Linked DNA regions of Pan troglodytes: region 2 is linked to region 1. A link is a contact called in public Hi-C data. All regions are on one chromosome and are shown on one strand. Each heading gives the region's core, a stretch centred on a gene start, on an enhancer-like site or on the middle of the called end of the contact. The rest is flanking DNA. Distances are from core to core; before and after follow the strand shown. Region 1 overlaps SLC22A23 (solute carrier family 22 member 23). Region 2 has its middle 61 kb from the start of SLC22A23.

Region 1 (7,460 bases), core at 3,858-6,357:
CTCGCTCCTGCAGCTTGGCCTCCTCAACCGTGAGTGGGTCGGGGAGGTGGGCTGGGTGCAGGGAGGGAAGCTGGCAGATCCCCAAGGGCATTTGAAAGGGATGCGTAAGACTCCGTTGGCCACTCTAAAATCTACTGCTGGAAGGAGCTGCTTTGGGGAGAACAGAGCTTCAGTTGAGAGCATCTGTGGAGCCCGCCTTAGAGGGCACTGGGCCTTCCCGCCTCCCCCTCTGCCCCTGCCCCGGCCCGGGCTGCACCATGATTCCTTCCGAGTCCTGGTGGCCCGGTCTTTGCTAATAGGTAGACTGCTTCTGTGTGATTCATCACATGACCAAGAAGAACAAAGGATTGTCTCTTTCGAGTGACATTAAGGGGGAAATAAATCTGTTTTGTCACCCTTGCATTAGGGCCCTGCTTTTCAGCAGATGTTCCCGAGTTCATCAGCTTCTCTTTGGACCAAAGAATTTCTCAGTAAAGGTTAAAAATAATCTGGCCGGGTGCAGTGGCTCACGCCTATAATCCCAGCACTTTGGGAGGCTGAGGCGGTCAGATCATGAGGTCAGGAGTTCAAACCAGCCTGACCAATATAGTGAAACCCCATCTCTACTAAATATACAAAAAATAATTAGCTGGGCTTGGTGGTGCACGCCTGTAGTCCCAGCTACTCAGGAGGCTGAGGCAGAAGAATCACTTGAACTTGGGAGGCAGAGGTTGCAGTAAGCTGAGATCGCAGCACTGCACTCCAGCCTGGGTGACAGAGCAAGACTCCATCGCAAAAAAAAAAAATAAGGCAAAGCTAGAGGGTCCATCTGGCCCTTCCAGCAAGCTCTGTATAGCTCCTCACCAACAAATACCCATTCCCGTGTATGGACAAACCACCACAGCATCTCCGTGGCCGGCCCAGGGCGCGACATGAACAGGCAGGACTGATGAGCCTCTTCTCCCACCCTGGCACGGTCCTCCTGGGACAGGCTCGGGACACTGTGGGAACATCGACCCCACAGAGCTCCCCTGCCTTTACAAGGAAAATGAACCCAGGCTCTCAGAACTAGATGCCAGGGCTGTCCACCGCACCCAGATCAGAGCGGCCTTGACATGCAGCCTAGATTAGAGATGGCTCACTTCAAACTCAGGAGCAGCTTTCTAACTTGGACAGTTCTTATGCAATCTATACCTTGCTGGGAGACTGCTGTTAGGCTTAGCTAATGGAATGCACACGTGGCGCCTGTCTCCCTCCATCCCCGTTCCCCAGCTGCCCTTCCAGGGAGTCTCTGCCTTGCTCACACAGTTGGGACGGAAGTGGCAGGGTGCCTCAGCCCCCGGGTGTTGTGGTGCCCCTTTGGCCCTGAGCAGGAATGCACAGGAGCCCCAGGTGAACACCAAGCAGCCGTGAGGAGCAGAGCTGGGGCTGGCAGGGGCACCCCACAGCACTTGACGCAGCTTGAATGCAGGCCGCAGTGACCTGTGGGTGACTTTACATGCAAGGAAGCTCACCCTTTGCACCTGCTGGGGTCTCACTGTGAAGGTTCCATTTTCTCCTCAGGCTCTGAGGCCAGCAGGGTCTCACTCCTGTCTTCCTAACAAAAAGATCTTTGTTTAGTGCAGTATGAATTCCACTGCCCCGGCGGCCAGCGCCATCCCAGACACGGAAGGGAGTTGCTTGAACCGAGTCGCATGGGAACACGCTAGGCTAACTCCACACCTAATGTGCTCTCTCCTCTCTTCTCGCTTGCTTGGCCCTTGTCCGTGTGGGTGCGATCATGTCTGCGGGTCCAGTGATTGGAAAGTACAGCCAGCACCCAGACTCAGGTGAGTCCCAAGCGCGTGGGCTGTGCTTCCTCGTCTCATATTACGTCTAAATGGGTGTTTTCTCGAAGACTCACGGACCTGTGGTTTCCATTTTCTTTCTCCCCCTTGCTCTCCAAGAACTGCAGCTGAAGTTGGCCGTAGGTTGGACACTATACGGATACATTTGTATTCTCCCTCTTGCCTCTAGAAAGAGCGACTGGTGCTTCCCTGTTTGTGTGCTGCTTGGCACGCATGCCCCCGCCCCTTCCCCTGGCACCAGGCTCAGCACAGGCCCTGGCCCGGCGCCAACACGCTTTGTCTTAGGGACAGTTGTCTGGGTGGGGGGAGAAAGCCTGGGAGTGCTGGGGCCCGGCTGTCTGTGCTGCCAGGGGAAGCCGCTGTCCCCCTTTGACTCATGTAAGCTTGCTGCCCTGCAGCCATGGGGACAGCACAGTGCCACCCTGCACCTCGAAGCTGCTGCTGCACCCGCCTGGCCTGCCCCAGCCCTCGCCCGTGTCCCTGGAGAGTGCTTGCCCTCTATGCAGCCTTGGGGAAGCTGAGCTGAGCCCCAGCTGTATGGTCCTGACAGCATGCCCGTGCACTGTGCCAGACCCTGTCCTGGCGCGAGGTTGGTCTCCGGTGCCATTTACGAGGGCTTTGAGGGGTTGAACACTTGCCTTCTGGGCCCATAAATTCTGTGGCTTGAGTTTTTGTTTCCTTAAATCAACCCTGACTCAGCTACCCTGTCCCACACGTTGGGCACATCAGACCTGACTGGAGCAAACGTAGGCCAGGGCAGAGGGATGTCGCTGTGGCACCAGGGACATGCCAGCCTGCCCTCCCACCAGGCATGGCTCCCGGCTGAGGAATTCCAATAGGCTGAGGAATTCCAATAGAGGCCACCATGAGCTTCAGCATGCTTGACGCACAGGGACTCATAGAAGCCCCACAAAACCCACTGCAGGGGCTCTGGGCTTCTAGTCCTTGAGGTGCTGCTTGGTCCCCAGAGGGAATTGCATACCCATCCATGCCGCAAGCTGGACACTGGGAAGGAGCTGTGCTGTGCAGCCCCAGGCCTCCCTCCCACCCTGGCCTGGCTTCCTCTCTTCCCTCACCACCTTCTTCTGACCTTCCCCCAGGGATGAGTGACAGCGTCAAGGACAAATTTTCCATCGCGTTTTCCATCGTGGGCATGTTCGCCTCCCATGCGGTGGGGAGCCTCAGCGTGTTCTTCTGTGCGGAGATCACCCCAACGGTGATAAGGTGCGTCATGGGAGACACCCCAGGGGACGCCGGCTTCTCGGAAATCAAAGACGAGTCCCTGGCTCCAGGCTGGTGTGGGATTAACCAGCGTCAGCTCTGTCTCTGGCTCTGGACACATCAGCTTCGTGGTTCATAGCCGAGGTGGCTGTTGTACCCAACCCCGAGGCGCCCAAGAGGCACTGAGAACCTGGCCCTGGGGTCCTGTCCAGGCAGCAGCAGGAGAAAGGGGGAACAGGGAGCTACTCTGGGCCCAGGAAATATGTCAGTGTCTGAGCGTCTGGCAAGGGGGGGAGTTCAGCGGATCACTTATGCCGCACTTCCACCAGAACCTGTGCTGCCAACTCTGCTAAGAGACCTCACGGCACAGCTAGTGCAAAATGTTTTACAAAGTAGAAAGAGCCTACCCCCGCCCCTCCCCGAGATGGAGTTTCACTCTTATTGCCCAGCCTGGAGTACAATGGCATGATCTTGGCTCACTGCAACCTCTGCCTCCCAGGTTCAGGTGATTCTCCTGCCTCAGCCTCCAGAGTAGCTGGGATTATAGGTGTGCGCCACCACGCCCGGCTAATTTTTACATTTTTAGGAGACGTGGTTTCACCTGGTTGGCCAGGCTGGTCTCTAACTCCTGACCTCAGGTGATCCCCCCACCTTGGCCTCCCAAAGTGCTAGGATTACAGGCGTGAACCACCGTGCCAGGCCCAAAGAGCCTTATTTCATACTGACCTGAGAAGTTGATGTCATGAATCCAAAGAGAGCGCAGCAAGTGAGATCACTGACTCATGTAAGAAACATGGATGGAGAGCCCACTGCGCGCCAGACACTAGGCCCAGAAAACACAGCAGCACAGTCCCGCCCTCGTGGAGTCTGCGGCCATTTCATACCTCCCTAAAAGGTGTGACTAACTTGTGACTAACTTGTGCTCAGCCACTTTTGTCTTAGTTCGGAAAGTGAGGCTGACCCCTTCCTGGTGCCGTCTCTGCCACTGGGTTGTGGTTCATGGGTGCTACACGCCATTTACTGTTGCCATGCTTATAGGTTAATAAACAGGCACGCCTCCACTACAAGGGCATCACTCAGCTGCCGTCAGTTTCCTACACTGTGACTTACTGAGGAGCTTATCTTGAGTTATACCACACTGAACTTCTTAAAGGAGTATCATCAGCATTTCTCATGCACGTGCCTTCATAAAACAGAACTTGAGAGTAATGGCAGTAGTTCAGCCGTGAGTCAAAACCCAGGTGTCTGCATAATGACACCCTTGGGAAAATCCAGTAGCGGCCACTCCAGTCCAAGGCAGACTATGTGGAGGCTAAGCTGGGGAAGGCTTTGGGAGCAAGTAGGCAGGTCCGTGGACTTTCTTACTTTCCACATTTCCAGTAGCCATGCTAACAACAGCATCTTCACGTCCACACTTTTTGATTCATTCTCTTGGATCATATCCTACAGGCCCAGCCTGACAGCTACTGGGCACCTGGACAGAAATGCCAAGGCATTGTATGATTAAGCACAAGGAACTCATCCTGTCCCTACCTTCTGCATCAGCCACAGGGGAGAGATGAGTCAGGAGCTTATTTAGTGCTTGCAGTTGCAGGATACCTCAGGCCGACCGCAGGCTCACTCCCTGTCTAAAGGACGGAAAGTGAAATTTCTCTCCTTTATCAAACAAAACAGCAAAGCCAAGTCTTTCAACAGACCAGAATCCACAGTCAGACCTTCTGGGTTTCCAGCTGGCCTCCTGCAGCCTTTGCATCATGATTATGCATATTTTGTTGGGGGAGGGGGTGGCTAGCGGGTACCCCTTAACTCTGGCAGTTGGTAGGCATCATTATTCTCTGTTAGATTTGGCTTAAGCAAGCTAGACGGAAGGAAATGCTGTAAGCTTTTCCTCTTTGACGCAAACCTGGAAAGATTTGAGGATAGAAATTCAACAAACATGTTCTCAGATTCAGCTTGCCAAGATGACAAACTGGAAAAAATATGTGACCCTTGGTGATGCTTTTGTGCCTGCAGAGGATGAAAGGAAATTAAGTCCAAAGGGGGTCCCTGGGCCAGGCTGGGAGAATGTCTAGCGTTCCTGACAAATCCCCCTTCTCGCTGGGAGCCCTTTTCACCCGTGCCATCGGGAGGCCACAGCTCTTTCTTGCAAATGACTGAGGAACAATTCCCATGGAGGCCCTAGGATGGAAGTAGACTCCCCTACCATCCCCCCACTTCACAGAGAGAAATCCAAGATAAGCCACGATGGGCAGCCTGGGGCCCATGAGCTCCATCTTTCTTAGCACAGAACTAGCCTTTCCCTGTGACACTATTACAGACAAGCCTTCTGGCAGCAAAGGGTAAGGGGCCAGGATGGACTGCCTGGAAGCAAATATGAGGATATGAAATTTTCTGCAAAAAGTTCAAAAAATGCTTTTATACTTTTCATACTTGTTCTACCACAAAAAGCAACAAAGGCCTGCAGAAATCTATTGCCCCAAGGATGATAGAGGCCAAGTTAACTAAATATTGTTTCATGAGATTCTGTTCAGACCTCACGTTGACAGAACCAGCTACCCACTCAGGCCCAGGCCAGGTGGTGGTTCTCATCAGCCAGTGCACAGCTCTGATTCATCTGTAAGACATTGGGAGTTGGGTGACTTTGCAAGTCTATCTGACTATGCCCATCTCCCAGCTTGACATGGGCAGAAGTGGCCTGGGGTCCTGGGTGGATCTGGAAGCAGCTGCTGGCTGTGCTGGGGCGGATCTTTTCTATCCACTGTCCATCTGGATGCTCCAGGTGGACTCCGAGGCTTCCTTTGCCCTCACGGAGGGGTCCAGGTGAGAGAGGAGGCAGGCGCTGGTGATCATGACACCTGCCTGTTTTCTCCTGCCCTGCCCACTCCGGCAGCCCTGGCCCTTTCTAGGTCATAAGTCGGACGGGCCTCCCTGAGACCCTCCCTGACTGACGACTCCCTGACATCTGTCTTCCGCTCTAATGCTGCCTCAAGAATAGGCACCGAGGGCCAGGATGACCTGGGGTTAAGGGAGTATCAGAATCTGTTCAACTTTAAAAAGTTGTATCTTAAAGGCCGGGCACAGTGGCTCACGCCTGTAATCCCAGCACTTTGGGAGGCTGAGGCGGGCAGATCACGAGGTCAGGAGATCAAGACAATCCTGGCTAACACGATGAAACCCTGTCTCTACTAAAAATACAAAAAAAAATTAGCTGGGCGTGGTGGCGGGTGCCTGTAGTCCCAGCTACTCAGGAGGCTGAGGCAGGAGAATGGCGTGAACCCAGGAGGCGGAGCTTGCAGTGAGCCGAGATCGCGCCACTGCACTCCAGCCTGGGTGACAGAGCGAGACTCCATCTCAAAAAAAAAAAAAAAAAAAGTTGTGTCTTAAAAATGTCTGACATTTGAAAACAAGTAGTGAGTAGCAGACAGGAAGCCAGCATGCATCCCGTGCCGGCAGCGCCTGTGGCGTGCGAGCGCTGAGGAGCGGGGCAGGATGAGGGGACGGTGCTGAGGATATGGCCCGGAGCCTGGGAAGGAGCCAGACGGAGCTGCCCATGATCCTGAGGCCGCCTCCCTGTGTGGCCTTGGGCGGGGCCCTCGGCCGGCTTTAGTGTCCTTGTCTTAAAACAAAACTGACTACAGGCACCTTGTTAGGCGGGGGTGGAGAATGGAGACCATGTGCAAAGGGCCTGGCCTCAGCACAGGACAGTTCATATTCTTCTTCTTCGCTGGGCATCTTCAGCAGTTGTATTTATTTCTATAAAAAATGGTACAAATATTTGCTTATCCTCAACTTCACGGAAATTTAGTCAAGTCACATTAAGTAATGTAAAAGAGGAGCTAGAACAGGAGGCTCGCCTCCGGTGTTTCAATGTGAGATGGTAACGTTCACATGGCTAACAGCAATTTGATTCTGGAATCCTTAATTCAATGAAGTTTGCCATTTCTAGTAAGAAGTCGGCCTGCATATCAGTTTTCCTACCTTATTGAGATCCTATTGCTAGTAAAATAAAGATATTCCGTGGGTATTACAATTTTGTGCTCCTAAAGCACAAGGAGGCAGTGTGTGCCCTCGGTTCTCTGTCCGTAAATCAAGCAGCTCTGACTTCTAAACACGGGCGTATGCTGCCCTCTAGTGACAACCCAGAGAAAAGCAGAAAAGGCACTGGCAGAGCCCACATTTCAGGGGCAGGAAAGGAACCCAACACCTTAAAACCAAGGATGTAACAATCTCTTTCTCTAATCTGAGATTTCAAGAGAGAAAAAAAAACAAAGCCAAAAATGGCATACCAACTTCTGCCAAAATTTTTCCTAATCGTACTGAATGATGTCAAGGAATCTTTTTTTTTTTTTTTTGAGACGGAGCCTTGCTCTGTTGCCAGGCTGGAGTGCAGTCGCGTGATCTCGGCTCACTGCA
Region 2 (7,307 bases), core at 1,828-4,327, 240 kb before region 1:
GTTGGGTTGTTGAGTTGTTCAGTTGTCAAGTGTCTTTTGGTAAGCAATAGGCCTCTTTTGTGCTTCTATACTCCCCATGTATGACCCAAAGAAGAGGATAAACACCCTTATGCTGTGATATGGTTTGGATCTGTGTCCCCGCCCAAATCTCAAGTCAAATTGTAATCCCCAATGTTGGAGGAGGGGCCTGGTGGGAGACGATTGGATCACGGTGACGGATTTCCCCCTTGCCGTTCTTGTGATAGTGAGCGACTTCTCACAAGATCTGGTTGTTTAAAAGTGTGTGGCACCTCGCCAGCCCCTTTCTCCTGCTCCAGCCATGGAAGATGTGCCTGCTTCCTCTTTGCCTCCTGCCATGATTATAAGTTTCCTGAGGCCTCCCCAGCCATGCTTCCTGAATAGACTGTGGAACTGTGAGCCAATTAAACCTCTTTTTAAAAATAAATGGCCAGTCTCAGGTACTTCTTTACTGCAGTGTGAGAACAGACTAACACACGCTGCATTACCAGGCTGTGTAAGGATAACACAAGGATGAGAGCAGCAGGCTGTGGGCTCAGAAGGTTTGTTGTGATGAATAAATCATGGTAAATATTGATGACGGTAGGGCCCTCATGGCACTCACCTTATTAGGTTTTAAAAACATTCCTCCCCCAAATGGCATATACGGGAAGGGTGAGAAGGTTAAACTAATGGAGAAATGGGTTAATATGAAGACTGCCCTAGTGGGATAAAGAAAACAGTTCACACAGATAGAATCATCTCAGGGTAAAGGCTGAAGCCGCCAACTGATTCCAGACCCTGCTTCAGACACTGCCTGTGGCATCCCCAGCTAGCTCTGACAACTGTGTTTATCTGATGAAATGTAATAGACTTGCCTGGCTCAGACTCACAAGCACACTGCACGGTGCCGCGCGGTCTGCAGTCCCACTGCAGGGGCCATGCTTCCACTCTGGGCACCATTCATAAATCCCATCACCTCACCCTCTCCTTGAAGGCAGGCCGAGCGTTTCTGGGCTCCAGTTCCATGGTTCCTGTGTCATACGTAACATAGGATCAGATTGATTCTAAGCTACCTTCCAGCTCAAGCATTCTAAAATTCCAGTCATAAGGAATTTCCCAACAACAAAGTAGAAGAGCGTAACCACAAAAAGTACATTTCAAAAATCAGTAGCCAAGGAAAGAAGCATTAGATTCTGGAGCGGGGCCCGAGTCCCAGCCCAGCACAGCGGGGTCTTCAGCAGTCCGCTCCCCATCTCCAGAAGCCCTACTGGTGACCCTCCAAACCCTGAGAGCCAAGCTCAGAGGAGAGCTTTCTTTCACTCCTCTTCTCACCAAGGAGCTGGGGAATCCCCTGTGAGGACTAAGTAGTTGCATCAGGGAAGAGATCTGAACCCTGGAGTTTCCCCATGGGAATGGGGTCTGCCCTTGGGCAAGACAGAGCTGGTCCTAGTACTGGACACTTAACAAAATTTCCTTTCATGAAAGAAAGTCCAGATAGACCAACAAATATATCAAATCAGAGTGACTGAATTCTCTCCTTTTATCTTTGCAATCCCCTAAGCCAACAGAAAGGGAAACAGTCTTCAGACTGCTCATAGAGAAAAACAGCTTGGCCTCAAAGGAGCCATGTCAAATTACTCTAACTCAGAGCAGACAGAATGTCTGGGGAGAGCTACCCAAGCATATGTTAGATGCAAAGAATGGCTGAGCAATTATGCAAACATATAGCCAAGGAAAGGGAAGAAGGAAGGAAGGGACAGAGGGAGGAAAGGAGGGAGCGAGGAAGGGAGTGGGGAGGAGGAAAAGGGAGACTGTAGACCTAAGGAAACAGGTGGTGAGCAATGAATCTATTGAAATATACAACATACGTTACACGCTAATAAGAATTATAGCTCTCAAACGGAATGTGATCAGTCACGTAAACCTGGTCAATGTGAAAATGTCTGTTTTCGTTCCCTAGGGCTGCCATAACAAAGCACCGCAGACTGGCTAGTTTTAAAGCAACAGAAATTTATTGTCTCACAGCTCTGGAGGCTGGAAGGCAGATCAAGGTGTTGGCTGAGTTGGTTCCTTCTGGAGGCTCCAAGGAAGAATCTGTTCCACGTCTCTCTCCCAGCTTCCAGCAGTTGCTGGCAATGCTTGGCATTCCTTGGCTTGTAGCTGCATCACTCCAACATCCCTTTGTCTTCATGTGGCTTTCTTTCCTCTGTGTATCTGTGTTCAAACTTTGCTCTTATGAGAACATCAGTCACTAATTTAGGTCTCACCTCAATCCAGCCTGACCTCATCTTAACTCAAGGACTTCTGCAAAGACCCTATTTTCCAAATAAGACCACATTCACAGGTCTCGGGACTAGAATTTGAGAAAACCTTTTTTGGGGGATTCAATCCAACCAACTCTAACATAACTTACTAAAATTGAGACGAAGAGGAGGGGAAATGAAAGCCACATGAGAATGCCAGTATCCTCTTCTTTCTTTGGAAGGAGACAATTGCTTTGTTCTAAAATTGAGATGCATATTGTATGTGTATGTGCATGCATGCATACATAAAATCCCAACCTGTTCATGTTATCTGCAATCTCTTTCCTTACCCTTAGGGAAATAATATCCTTTGTGGTAAAGAAACATTTACTTAAGGCTCAACAGCTTCGGTTTATTTTTGGTCTTTTACAAAATAAATAAAATTTAAATGTAATGATTTTTATTCTTTTAGAGGCTATAGTGACTATTTAAGCAGTTGCTCAACGAAGCAATTACAACATTCACTTTCTTTCTGAAAACCACCAAAATCATCAGAAAGCATATGACCATGTCAGTCTTAGTGAGTTTGAAAGCTCCAGCAATTGGCCTGGCACACAGTTTCTGTTTAATAAATGCTTGCTAAACTGGACTATTTTCTTGCTAATTACACAGAGCAGACATGTCCAGACCCCTTCAGAATCTCGCACCTGTTGAGTTAAACATCCTAGGACTGCATTTTTTCATTTCTCTTTTGCACCAAACAGTCTAACTCTGGGAGATTAATTCCAGACATAGCTGAGGAGGAGAGGGCACACTTGTCCTCAGATGAGCTGATCCTGTACTGAAGGGGAAAATGAATTCCTTCTTTCTGTCTGGAATGTATTTAAAGCCCTCTGCTTTAAAGCCGTATACTCTGGCAAAATAGTAATTTTGTCCTTAGACAACGGGATCTGCTGGTGAAAATCTGAGGAGAGCATCTGCCAGCTCCCTGGGCTCAGCTCCTTTCCCTGCAAAGGACACAGTGGTTGCTGATGAACGCAGCCTGGCTCAGAAAGGAATGAGTGCTGCTGCTGACAGCTGTGTGCGGGTGTGCTGAAGGGTCCATAGCCCACAATCAGCTTTGCACCTCCCCATCTTCCCTGCTCCTCCCATGCCCGATCACCTCCAGCGTATTGGAGGGCAACAGCAGGGACTCAGGGTTTAGTGAAAAAACAATGTGCACACCTGAAGACTGGCCTTAGCTCTTACTATCAGGCTCTTGGAAGGGAAAATCAGGGCCATATGCCTCTTGCCTCTTTCTCTGCCTCTGTCTGGTGTGCAAGCCTCTCTCTCTTCCCCATCCTTCTCTCTCATTTGCGTCCCAGGGCATTCAACATTCTCCATAACAGGCCCAGGGCCTGCCAGGCCGTGTTTGCCGCTCCCGTGCTGACTCATCCACAGAGCCCATCCCAGGCCAAACGTTCCCTCTGGCTGGAAATGCAGCTTGGTGTATCCTTGGCTCTTGTTCATTTTTGCCGTGGTCAGTTTCCTATTTCCTCTTCCCCAGGTGGCGTGTGGGTCCTGTGCTGTGCCCTGCCACCCTGCGAGTTAGAGAGAGAAATTCACATAGGCTTGGGGTCCTGCAGGACCACCTTTGGGAGGGGCACAGAACAGCGCTGTCCTTTGGATGTGTCAAGAAGCAGCTGCTCGGGGGCCAGGTCTAGAGCCAGGCTACACACTAAAGACAGCTGCAGGCCCAGGCTGGCACTGCCCGTGTCCAGGTTTGGCTTAATTGCCTTATTCCATAACCTAACTAGAAGAACTAGGTGGGTGAAAAACAATAAATGCTCATTTAAATTCTGTCCTAGCTGTCCAAGATAGAGGTTTAGAGCTGCTTAGACCTCAGAGATCACTGTGTTCAATTTCTCTCTCTAAAGAGGAGACAGGGATGCCCGAGATGGGCTATGGCTCCCCAAGGTCACCTGGGAGAGCAGAGTTCCAGGGTTCTGGTCAAGAGCTACCTCCTTGCCTCCTGGAAGTGCAACCTGTGTGCTACCATGTGAATTCTGGACACCGTCAAGTGCTTTGCTCCAAAAGGCTGTGTCAGGGTCCACTGACAGCCATACCAGAAGAGGAACTTGTTTAGGAAGGGAAAAAACACTTCCATGTGGCAGCGATGGAGGATTACACCAAGGCAGGTGCTCTGGGTAAGCCAGGGAAAGACAGCAAGATAGACCTGGACGGAGCTTCATAACGGACAATTCCCTGGGGATTACAGGGATTAGCTCTCATAATGCCTTTCTATGACAGCTCAGTGGCAGAGGACAGAAAAAAAAAAAACAGCTCCATACAGGGAGATTTTGAAAAGGTAATGAGCAATGTGGCATTGTGAAACACTGGGTTGCAAAAGCAACGTGACTTCTCCTAAAAGCATGTATTTTGACCTCAAGGAAATCTCTGCAGACGCACTTGCTCCCTCAGCATCCATGAATTCCACTCCGCTGGACTGCAGTGAACCACTGCAGAGAGGTGGTTGAGAGAGCGGAAGGAGATGATGGAGAGTGGGGGAGATGATGGGGAGTGGGGGAGATGTTGGGGAGCGGGGGAGGTGATGGAGAGGGGGGAGATGATGGGGAGTGGGGGAGATGTTGGGGAGCGGGGGAGGTGATGGAGAGTGGGGCTGATGATGGGGAGTGGGGGAGATGACGGGGAGCCGGGGAGATGATGGGGAGGGGAGACATGATGGAGAGTGGGGAGATGATGGGGAGTGGGGTGATGATGAAGAGTGGGGGAGATGATGGGGAGGGGGGAGATGTTGGGGAGCAGGGGAGGTGATGGAGAGTGGGGCTGATGATGGGGAGTGGAGGAGATGTTGGGGAGCGGGGGAGATGATGGAGAGTGGGGGAGATGATGGAGAGTGGGGAAATGATGGGGAGCAGGAGAGATGATGGAGAGTGGGGGAGATGATGGGGAGTGGGGGAGATGACGGGGAGCCGGGGAGATGACGGGGAGCCAGGGAGATGACGGGGAGCTGGGGAGATGATGGGGAGGGGGGAGATGATGGAGAGTGGGGGAGATGATGGGGAGTGGGGGAGATGACGGGGAGCCGGGGAGATGACGGGGAGCCAGGGAGATGACGGGGAGCTGGGGAGATGATGGGGAGTGGGGGAGATGATAGGGAGCAGGGAAGATGATGGAGACTGGGGGGAGATGATGGGGAGCGGGGGAGATGATGGGGAGTGGGGAGATGATGGGGAGTGGGGAGATGATGGGGAGTGGGGGAGATGATAGGGAGCAGGGAAGATGATGGAGACTGGGGGGAGATGATGGGGAGCGGGGGAGATGATGGGGAGTGGGGAGATGATGGGGAGTGGGGAGATGATGGAGAGTGGGGGAGATGATAGGGAGCAGGGAAGATGATAGGGAGCGGGGGAGATGATGGAGACTGGGGGGAGATGATGGGGAGCGGGGGAGATGATAGGGAGTCCGAGGCACTGACTTTAAAGCTGGGAAATCACAGGACTGTGACCTCAAAGCTGAGTCACCTTAGTGGCAGTCTGCTCATTTATGCAGCCTGTGTCCCAATCTCCACTGTCAGACCTTGAACAGACCAGGAGAGAGAGCTCCCCTCCTCTGGGATCCGCCCTTCCATCTGACAGAGCTCTAATTGATCAAACATCTATACAGGTCAGAGCAGACTCCCTGTGCCTTCTCAGCATTGTTTAATCCTGCCATAATTCTCAGCAGTCTGATTATTACAACTTGGTAACAAATTCTAGACACTATGCACAGGTGCACACGTGTGTGTGTGTGTGTGTGTGTGGTGAGGGGGAACTTCCACATTATTTAGATTTATAATCTTGCTAATTACAGACAATTACCAAGGAAGCCAATGATTTATTCAGTTAGAAGTTATCAGTGACAAATTCTAAACATCATATATTTGTTTCATAAGTCTATTTGAATTTATAAATCCTGAATTTCACACTAGGAAAACAAGCTTAGTCAGCTTTCAGATGCTAACATTGCAAATATTAAAAGTAAAAGCCTGGCACAGTGGCTCACACCTGTAATCCCAGCACTTTGGGAAACCAAGGTGGGAGGACCACTTGAGGTCAGGAGTTGGAAACCAGCTGGGGTAATATAGTGAGACCCATCTCTACTAAAAATTTAAAAATTATCTGGGTATGATTTCACACACCTGGAGTCCTAGCTACTCAGGAGGCTGAGGCAGGAGGATCACTTGAGCCTAGAAGGTCGAGGTTGCAGTGAGCTATGATAGCACCATTGCACTCCAGCTCAGACAACAGAGCAAGACCCTATCTTAAAATAACTAAGTGGGCTGGGCACAGTAGCTCACACCTGTAATCCCAGAGCTTTGGGAGGCCAAAATGGGAGGATCATGAGGTAGGGAGATCGAGACCATCCTGGCCCACATGGTAAAACCCCATCTCTACTAAAAATACAAAAATTAGCTGGGCGTGCGTGATGTGTGCGCCTGTAGTCCCAGCTACTTGGGAGGCTGAGGCAGGAGAATCGCTTGTACCCGGAAGGTGGAGGTTGCATTGAGCCAAGATTGTGCCACTGCACTCCAGCCTGGCGACAGAGCAAGACTCCATCTCAAATATATATACATACATACATACATACATACATACATAGAAGTCAGCCTTTTCCCAAGATGTATACTCCATCTTCGATAATGACACTTTTTTCCCTGTCCCCGTGTCCAGAACTTGGAGTCACCTCCGATGCTTGGCTTCCTTGCACCCCCAGCGTCAGGCTCGCTGGGCACCCCTTGCCCTGAGACTCTGCCTTCCTTCCATGCGACTGCAGGTCTCCATCAGCCCCTAACCATGCCCTACTTTCCTGCTCCAGGATCCAATTCCCCTCCATCATCCCTGGCCCTTCGCAGAAGCCGCCTGTCTCATCACCAGCGAGAGGCCGACACCCAGCCCTCTGGTCTGCAGCCCCAGCTTCTTGCTGTGCTCTCTCTTTGTGCATCTGGATGTGGCTCCCTGGTGCCTCCACCCCAGCCTCTCCCCAGCCTGCTCCCTCTCGCTCCCTGCTACCCAGGTCCAAGCC

What was found. Hi-C and Micro-C count contacts between places; a contact is called where the count stands out from the background.
Region 2: a Hi-C map of stem cell-derived neural progenitor cells shows a contact between it and region 1, with 4 times the contacts expected there. The contact joins two enhancer-like sites. A contact is called at or near these places in 2 of 7 Hi-C or Micro-C datasets (induced pluripotent stem cells and stem cell-derived neural progenitor cells).

The regions. Positions count from the first base shown.
Region 1 is chr5:9,232,923-9,240,382 of NHGRI_mPanTro3-v2.0_pri, reverse strand. It overlaps SLC22A23 (solute carrier family 22 member 23), which reads left to right. Exons shown (of 10, transcript XM_016954836.4): 7 at 1-29; 8 at 1,776-1,808; 9 at 2,927-3,050. Among named protein-coding and RNA genes, the nearest start is that of PSMG4, 25 kb to the right of the region's middle. Within about 2 kb of position 5,107, at least 8 of the 24 cell types and tissues checked have an H3K27ac peak or open chromatin away from gene starts, as enhancers often do. A contact at or near this core is called in stem cell-derived neural progenitor cells, where this site is marked.
Region 2 is chr5:9,466,716-9,474,022 of NHGRI_mPanTro3-v2.0_pri, reverse strand. No RefSeq gene overlaps it. Among named protein-coding and RNA genes, the nearest start is that of SLC22A23, 61 kb to the right of the region's middle. Within about 2 kb of position 3,077, at least 4 of the 24 cell types and tissues checked have an H3K27ac peak or open chromatin away from gene starts, as enhancers often do. A contact at or near this core is called in stem cell-derived neural progenitor cells, where this site is marked.